2 separate regions of the Sus scrofa genome follow, and region 2 is linked to region 1. Evidence: chromatin contacts called from public HiChIP or PLAC-seq data. All regions are on one chromosome and are shown on one strand. Each heading gives the region's core, a stretch centred on a gene start, on an enhancer-like site or on the middle of the called end of the contact. The rest is flanking DNA. Distances are from core to core; before and after follow the strand shown.

Region 1 (4,295 bases), core at 943-3,442:
CGTAGGTGGTCACACTCAGGAAGGTATCCTGAATGTCTCTAGATACAGAGGTCACTAGTCCTGTATATGATATGGCTTTTTTGGGTGGGGAGGGGTGTGAGTGTGCGGAATTGATTAGTTCTTAAAAGAATATATCTGATCAACAGAAGAGGGGCTGATTCTATCAGGTCGCCTTGGCCGTTGAGGCTTGGCACTTGTTCTTTAAAGAAGAACGAAGATTATTATCCTGATATGAAGGTCTGCCAGAGGCCCAAAGTGAAGACATGTCTTGCCGACAGCCTCAAAGCCCATGAAGAGGCCTGAGAGACTTGCCCAGCACGGGACAAACACCCCAGTCCCCTAGTTTTATTCCAAGACAACATATTTTTCTGAGATGGTCCAGGACATTTCTACAGAGTTTGAAAACTGTCACATGCAATTGTCTTCAACAACAAATTGCTGCCACACAGGGTCCCTGATATAAGGCCCTTGTCTTCTCAAAGACTTCAGACTAAGTATGTCTTTTTTTCATGGCTCTTATGACTATGACAGTCTACCAGGGGTGGTGTAGGAACTTGAACTAGGGGGCAAAGCTGCTTGCTCTTTTGGACAAAGAAAAGGGGTGACACGTGCGTTCCTAGGAGAACGTTGGGGCTTTTATCGTTAAAGAAAAAAAGCATTACTGCCCTAGGGTTATGGCTTTGGTTGGGAGGGAGCTGAAGAATAGAGCTTTTCTTTCTTTCTTTCTTTTAAATTTTTTGGTAATCCAGCTGTCTTTCAAAGGACTGAAGGTGGCTGAAGGACACTTTCAAACAATCGGGAAGGGGAGGTATCCACTGATGCCAGTGGCGGAATAGCTGACAGGGCTCAAGGTGACCTTGAGTGGAGATGCCTGTGTGAGTTGGAAAGGATGGGAAAGGGCCCATCAGAAGTAGGAAAGAGCGGATGCTCCTACCGTGGTTTAGTAGGTTAAGAACTTGACATATTGTCCGTGAGGCTCCAGGTTCGATCCCAGGCTTCGCTCAGTGGGTCAAGGATCTGGGGTTGCCACAAGGTCACAGAGGCGGCTGGGATCCTGCGTTGCTATGGCTGTGGCATAAGCTAGCAGCTGCAGCTCCGATTTGATCGGCTAGCCTGGGAATTTCCACATGCTGCAGGCATGGCCAAAAAAAAAAAAAAAAAAGAAGAAGAGAGCAGCTTTTAATCTACTCTCTGTTTTATAATCTCAGGCTCGGAAAACTGCCATGGGACTTGGCTTTTGTCAACTATCAGGATGCTGTGGGTGACCACAAAAATCCCACTCACTCTAAGACTAATGCTGTGAACTCTGGAATTCCCCAGCATGGCAAGGTGGACCACGAGTGGAGGTCTTTGCCTACACACCCAACCCTAGGCTACACAGAGGGATTATACTATTATTCAGCATTTCCAAAAGGCTCTTCCAAGGACGATGACCCCAATGATGCAAATCGAGAGATACTCCGGGAAAAAGTCATGTATGTTTCAGTAAGTTTGGAAAACATGTGGTTAAAGGAGTTAAACCATTTATTTCCTACAGGATGTCTCAGGGCTCCTAGTCTGCCGTGCCGAATTGTGTATCTCTAAGAAGGAGACGGTGTGTTTATTTCTGCAGTCAGGCTCCAGTGTGAAAAGTAGGTGATTCTGCATACTCTTGGGTTATACCAGTAACTCTACATTGTTGCCTCTGCTTAAAACTACAGAATCCGACATGGATTTGTGTCCTTGTGGGACCGTGTATGCTCTAAGAATAAACCAAACCAATGCCATATCTACAAGGAAAGGATTGTTGGCGGGGGGGGGGGGGGGAATTGGGTTGTAGGGAGGAAGAAGGCAGAGATTTGGAAAGTCAGCACCTCTGATTAAAGGTCAAGTGTCCATGATTCTAATTCTGAATCCTGGGATGACCTCTGCAGGGTCGCTCAACGTTTCTGGCCTGGTTTCCCCATACGCAAAGCAAAGCAGAAACCTGAAATGTAAGGGCATCAGAGACTTGGCGAAGATGACAAGGATTAAGCAAGCCCATGCCGTTAAAATGTTTTGAGCTCTGTGGTCAAATACATGGCCTAATGACAGGGTATGGTCTTGGCCACCAGCAGGATTAACTGAGGGGTTTGCCCAGCAGGCACAGACAGACTCTGTTCCCGCAGAACTGCGGGCAGCTGAAGTCCTGTGCAATCCGTGTGAGTCACGCCCTGTATGTACAAACACGCAAGCTGGCACCAAGGCCCTGCCCTGGGGCTATCATGGCTCACCTCCCCAAAAGACAGCCCTGAAGACTTGAAAAGAAAGGAACCCTAAACCGTGAGAGGTGGCCTTTCTGCTGGAGCAGGCAGAAACAAGACAAAATGGTACCTTCAACCCATATGGTACCCTCTTAGGGCTTTTCCTACACACTGGCAGTTTTAGGGCACTGCTCCAGTGGTTATTTGCCTAGTGTGTGCTAAATCCTACCAAAAAGATGGGATGCCCAAGAAAGGATACATCTAAAAAGTAATTTTCGGTGTCGGTGGTGGTGATGGCAAGCTTGTGTACACTGGGCATTAGGCAGTATCCTTCGTCTATATTTTATGCTTCCTCCTCCCTTGGCTGAGTCACTGGAGTTTCTTGGAATTAAAAAACCTGTGAGGCGTGGCCCGCAGCAGAGAAGCCTGATTCCTTTGAGTAGAGCAAGAGCGCCACCTTAAGTTGCATTCGAGTACTGCAGCCTCTACTTGAAAAGCTGTTCTGAAATGGAGCCCACGGAGAGACCTGATTCTCGTTTGCAACAAGCAGCAGTGCCATGGGAGTCTCAGGACTCGCTAGAAATCTTAAATTCTAACTCGCCATTTTGATTTCCATCATCATTTTGGGGCTCCTGGTTAATGACGTCCTCCCTCGAGACTTGAATTTAACCCCAAGTCCCAAAACAGATCAGATCCTTGAGCCGTTTCTACACAGCGGAGAAAACAGGGTGAAACGATTTGAAGCTTTCTTTCCTGGGGCTTCTTGCCAGGTGGGCTGCGCTGGTGACTTGTCCCTGTTGTGCCTCTTGCCTTCTCTCCACATTGTCCCCCAGCCCAGCCTCTGACTCTGCTTGCTTTACCTGTTTCTGTTCTCTGCCTCATACTATCCTAATATGAACCAGATGATACCGTCAAGAAATCGGTTGTGATGTCTAAGCGAAGACAGTCGGTGGATGGAGGATGCTCTTACCGAGGAATGTCGGCTTCGGGATGTTGGTTTCTAGTCTAGCCGTACATCAGAGGGACTGTGCGAGTCTCCTCTGTAGAGGGCGCCACAGTGATAGTTGCTAAGACCAGCCCGGATTGAATCTCAGCTCTGATGATTTATTTATTCATTCCGTATTAATTGAGCATCTGCTTCTGTTAAATACTGTTCTTGTGTGGGGGATTTATCAAGGAATAGGAAATATAAAAATCCTTGTCCTCATGGAACTTATGCTACAGCAGAAGGAGGCCAAGAGTAAGCATTATAAGCAAGGAAATCGGAGCTCCCCTTGTGGCTCAGCCAGTTAAGAACTCAACGTAATCTTCATGAGAATGTGGGTTTGATCCCTGGTCTCGCTCAGTGGGTTAAGGGTCCAGCATGGCCACAAGATGCGGTGTAGGTGCAGATGCAGCTCAGATCTGGGGTTGCTGTGGCTGTGGCGAAGGCCGGCAGCAGCCGCTCCTGTTGGACCCCCAGCCTCCAGACATCCACATGCCGCAGGCGTGGCCCTAAAAAGAAAATAAATAAATAAATAAAAATTTAAAATGAGCCTAGATAAAGTTACCAAGGGAATGAGTATAAGGAGAAGCAACATAAGGAAGATCCTAAAACAGAGGTTCTTGGCCGGGGGTCTGACTAGTGTCTTAAAGAGGAGCGTCAGGAGTTCACGCGAGAACTCGTGCATGGCAGGTCAGAGTCGATTGCAGTATTTGCGCCTTTAACTGCGAAGGCACTTCCATGGGTGTCTTAATTGTCTGTGACACTTTTTTGTCTGTGTGCAGCCTACTTCCCCAAGACTCAGTTTTCCTATCTACAAAATGGGTATAATTACAGCACCTCATAGGGTTATTGTGATCATTGAATGAGAAACTATAAGTAGGGTACTTAGCCCAGTTCCTGGCGCAAAGCATGTGCTCAAAAACCTTAGCTCAATACAAGCTTATAGTAGCATTTGAGTCAAGATTCTGCCGCCCACCGTGGGAGAAACCAACTTTGCAGATTCTGTCTTATCCAGGCTTATTCTGTTTGAATTTCTATAGGATCTATAAAAACAGATACAATATTTTCTATGGGCGATAAAACAGAAA
Region 2 (4,295 bases), core at 1,347-3,846, 550 kb before region 1:
TGTGGAAGTGGATTCAGAAAACTACCTACTGGTTGATGCCCTCTGCTCTAACGGGAGGCTGGACTTTGCGGTAATCAGAGGCACCAGGAAATAATACAAACCAATTTACGCCTCTCTGAGCCCTTACAACGTTTAAGGGAGGGAGGTTTTATTATTCTTGCAGCTGAGAGAGGCGACGAGCAACGCGCTCAGCATCTCCTGGTCAGTAACTGGCTGCGTCGGGATTCACCCCTACACCTGCCCTTTGCCAAGCTGAGGAGGGACCCGGGAGAAACAGAAAACAGTCTGTTTCATCACCGAGTCCTTCCCTGCTCTGAAGCTCAAGATCCCGCAGAATGGAATGCCTCTGTCCAGCCATTTAGTTTAACATTAAAACAAAAGGCGTTTGAGCCCCCATCACAAGAGGAAGCACACACGCAGGAAACGCTCTTGAATGAGCCCTCAGGACGGTAAAACAGACGCCCAGCTAGAAGAGAAAGGCGACCTGGGATCTAAGGCGCAGCGCGGTGTCTGTCACTAACAACCCTGTGTCAGACACTTGGAAGTCGTTACAAGAGGAGATCTTGGAGTTCCCGTCGTGGCGCAGTGGTTAACGAATCCGACTAGGAACCATGAGGCTGCGGGTTCGGTCCCTGCCCTTGCTCAGTGGGTTAACGATCCGGCGTTGCCGTGAGCTGTGGTGTAGGTTGCAGACACGGCTCGGATCCCGCGTTGCTGTGGCTCTGGTGTAGGCCAGTGGCTACAGCTCCGATTCGACCCCTAGCCTGGGAACCTCCATATGCCGCGGGAGCGGCCCAAGAAATAGCAACAACAACAACAACAAAAGACAGAAAGACAAAAAAAAAAAAAAAAAAAGAGGAGATCTTAACTGTTGTTGCCACAAAACTTAAATTACGTGGGGAGAGGGTTAGCTAATTGTATTAGTGGCGATCATTGGGGGATATATGCCAGCATCTGATCCTACACTGTGCACCTTGAACTTGCCTATGCCGTATGCCCATAATATCTCCACAAAGCTCAGCGGGGGAAACACTACTGAGGGCAAAGGCTGCAATTGCCCTGGGCCTGTGCCCAGCGGGCGGCTCCATAGACACCCTCCTTCCAAGCGCCCAGGCCCCCAGACGAAAATTCCTGTGGACCAGTGCTCTCCAACTAGGGGGATCCTAAGCGGACAAACAGCCTCTCAGTCTGTCGCACCTGCTCTGGGCTCCACGGGGCGCTGTCCTTGCAAACCAGCCGCCCGCACACTCACTGCAGGTCTGTCTGGTGTGGTCTGACTTTGACCTGAGATGTTTATTTCTGGGGCCATGAACTCAGGCTTCAGGTTTTTTTTACGTTTTATGTTTTATTTCACTTCTTGACTTTATTATCTTTCTAGAGCTCTGAGTTGGTTTTCTGATTTTCAAAATTATCAGCTGCCTTCTGGGAATCAGGCTGCAGCGGATTGGGTTGGGTCTAGGAGCTTGCCCTAGAGCATCCTGGATTGTCCACATGGATTTTAGCATTTATTTCTAGCTTTAAAAATGGCTGTTCATGAGACCTGCTTCCCATAGACTGACAAACAGGGTGTCTCTGTCCTTTTAGGAGTGTGCGTGTATGTGTATCTGGGCAGTGGGGGAGAGGGTTCTGGGCTTTTCTGAAAGACAGAGAGAGAATGTGATGGAGTCAGGGTAGTTTTAGGAAAGAGTATTGAGGAGTTCCTGCTGTGGTACAGTGGGTTAAGAACCCGAGTGCAGGGGCTCGGGTCACTGCAGAGATGTAGGTTCAAATCCCCGGCCTTGCTCAGTGGGTTAAAGGATCCGGAGTTACCAAAGCTGTGGCACAGTCGCAGCTGCAGCTTGAATTCTATCCCTGGCCTGGCCAGGGATCTTCCATATGCCCTGGGCGTGACCAAAAAAAAAAAAAAGTATTTTTTTTTTCTGATTTTGGGGTCAGAAAGGTCAAAATTGTGGTTTTGTCACTTATAGGCCACAGGACTTTGGATGAGTTATTTAGTATCTCAGAGCTTGTGTTTTCTCACTTGTAAAATGAAATAGAAAATGGGGGGACTGAGTGACATAACAGGACCTAAAAGACTGGCATAGAGCAGGGACCCAGTGCACCCTGGCTATGGATGAAGGTTCATATGCTGCTGAGAAGATGCTTCAGCCCAGTTGCAAGAAAAAATACAGGATGCCTGTGCAACACTGGGGACATATTCATACCAACAAGATTGATTCCCTGTTATCTGAAATTTAAATTTAACAGGGCACCCTGTATTGTATTTGTTAGATCTCACAGACCGACTCTTGATAATCTTATTACTCAGCCAAAAGCCCTAAGAAACAGTAAAGCAAAGTTACTAAAAACATGCCCACGCACATTTCTAAGCAACTCGAGGAATGCTGAAATGAGAAAGAAACCTTCCTTTCGCCCTAGCTTTCACGCACAAGCCCCAACTTTCTCAGCGCTTGGCGCTCCTGGAGGAAAGTCACTTCCTTGTCCTTCGCCCCAGTGACACACTTTGCTGCAGAAGGAGCACTCTCCCTAAGGGATCTTCAAATACTCTGCATTCCTGGGATTCTAACTTATTATTTTTCACTTGCAGCGTTGCCCAAATAGGGACACATCCAGCGCTTGTTTGCACAGCTCTGTGGTGACCAGCTGGCCAGCCCTGAGCCCCGGATGCAGGCTGCAGGCAATTGTTACAGGGCACGAGGGGGTCAGGGCTGTGCCCTGTGAGACCCCAGGGGTTACTACGGACAGGAGCGCGGGAGCCCAGGAGAGGAGCAAGGAGGGGCCCTGAGAACGGGTGGCCAGGAACCTCTGCGGATGCGCAGGCAAGGGCCGGGCCAGCCCCAGGGTGAAAGGCAAGGCGGGGAGGACCACGAGGAACTGGGGCTGGGAGCAGAGAGGGGGTCAAAAGCCAGAGACCCGGAAATTGCGTGCTGAGTGGTCAGTGCAGAGAGCTGACAGGAAAAGCGGGGGTTGTGTGGCGGCGGGGGGGGGGGGGGGGGGGGCGGCTGTCCACGGAGACAAGAATTCCGGGCTGTGGTCATCAAAGTAAGTCTCTGTCCTGCCACGTCCTCCTTCCTGATCAGGTGGAGGTGGGACTGACCCCACGGCTTCCAGAGCTCAGGGCAACTTGAAAATGCAGGGCTGCGGGTCCCAAAAGCCGTAGTCAGGGTTTTTTTTAGGACAACAAAGACATAACGCCATGTGTGGGGCCTGCTGGGCATGTGAGGACATGTCCCCTGCCAGGAAATCGAGCACGAGCACGGAGTGCAAGAGCCGAGGACGCGGTCTGGGAGGGGAGGTGTGTAAAGGAGAAGCTAAGGGACCCCTGGCCAGCCCAGCCCGGGCCATCGGCTCCCTCTCTCTGTTTCCGTTTTGTCCCCTGAAACACAGAACTGGGGAGTTCCCATTGTGGCTCAGTGAGTTAAGAACCTGACTAGTATCCATGAGGATGCAGGTTCGATCCCTGGCCTTGATCAATGGGTTAAGGATCCGGCGTTACCATGAGCTACGGTATAGGCCAGTGGCTACAGCTCCGAGTCGACCCCTAGCCTGGGAATGAATGAATGAATAAATAAATAAATACACAAATAAAAATTTTAAATGGAACCGATATGCCTTCTCTTATCAAGCTGCCGTGAGAACTGAGTGACATCCAACAGTTTCCAGAGGCCGAATCAGGGACATTAGGACACACAAGTGGGGTACGGAGCGGGCTCAGGCACCTGCAGCTGAGGTTCAAACCTGGCTTTCCCAGTCCCGAGACGTGTGTCCTGGAGGAGCTGCCTACACCTTCCACCTGCCTCCTCAGCTACGAAACAGAGACGCTGACAACACTGCTGCTGTGGGTCTTCCTCGAGCCCTGACCCTCGGGGCATTGTCCACAGGCCACCCTCTGAGCGCCACCCCAACTCCAGCCACGACTGGTCACAAAGGAGCCACAGGAAGAACGCTGTTTGTGCCCAGTTGGTGGGAGTGGGGCTGTCACTCACAGAAGGCTCCAGGCTGAGGGCTCTGCCAAGCACGGTGCTTAAGCCATATTTCTACCTTTCACCGGCCACCAGAGTAAACAGCGCTGTTCTCACCAGCTGGTGATGGACCAGGCAGGGAGGTTGAAATCCCTGTGTACCTTCCTCTCTCTGCCTCCAACCAGGGCAGACGTACGAGCGGGTATAAGGACGGAGGAAACTGGCTGAGTACGGCTCCCCAAAACAGGGTCTAGGGGCTATGGAGCCCCATAAAGCCTCTCTCTGGCAGCATGGTGACAGTTATAACAAGGATGCTGACTGTGGCGTGTCTAC

The links. HiChIP or PLAC-seq counts read pairs in DNA pulled down with a chosen protein or histone mark.
Region 2: a contact with region 1 is called in an H3K27ac HiChIP or PLAC-seq map of alveolar macrophages. The contact joins two enhancer-like sites. A contact is called at or near these places in 6 of 47 Hi-C or Micro-C datasets (embryonic fibroblasts, heart right ventricle, mesenteric adipose tissue and 2 more) and 1 of 2 datasets of contacts at active chromatin or transcription factors (alveolar macrophages).

What each region holds. Positions count from the first base shown.
Region 1 is chr12:11,496,463-11,500,757 of Sscrofa11.1, reverse strand. No RefSeq gene overlaps it. Among named protein-coding and RNA genes, the nearest start is that of FAM20A, 110 kb to the left of the region's middle. Within about 2 kb of position 2,192, at least 25 of the 83 cell types and tissues checked have an H3K27ac peak or open chromatin away from gene starts, as enhancers often do. A contact at or near this core is called in alveolar macrophages and retroperitoneal adipose tissue, where this site is marked.
Region 2 is chr12:12,049,387-12,053,681 of Sscrofa11.1, reverse strand. The region is part of intron 9 of RGS9 (regulator of G-protein signaling 9); the gene reads right to left. Among named protein-coding and RNA genes, the nearest start is that of RGS9, 36 kb to the right of the region's middle. Within about 2 kb of position 2,596, at least 31 of the 83 cell types and tissues checked have an H3K27ac peak or open chromatin away from gene starts, as enhancers often do. A contact at or near this core is called in alveolar macrophages and retroperitoneal adipose tissue, where this site is marked.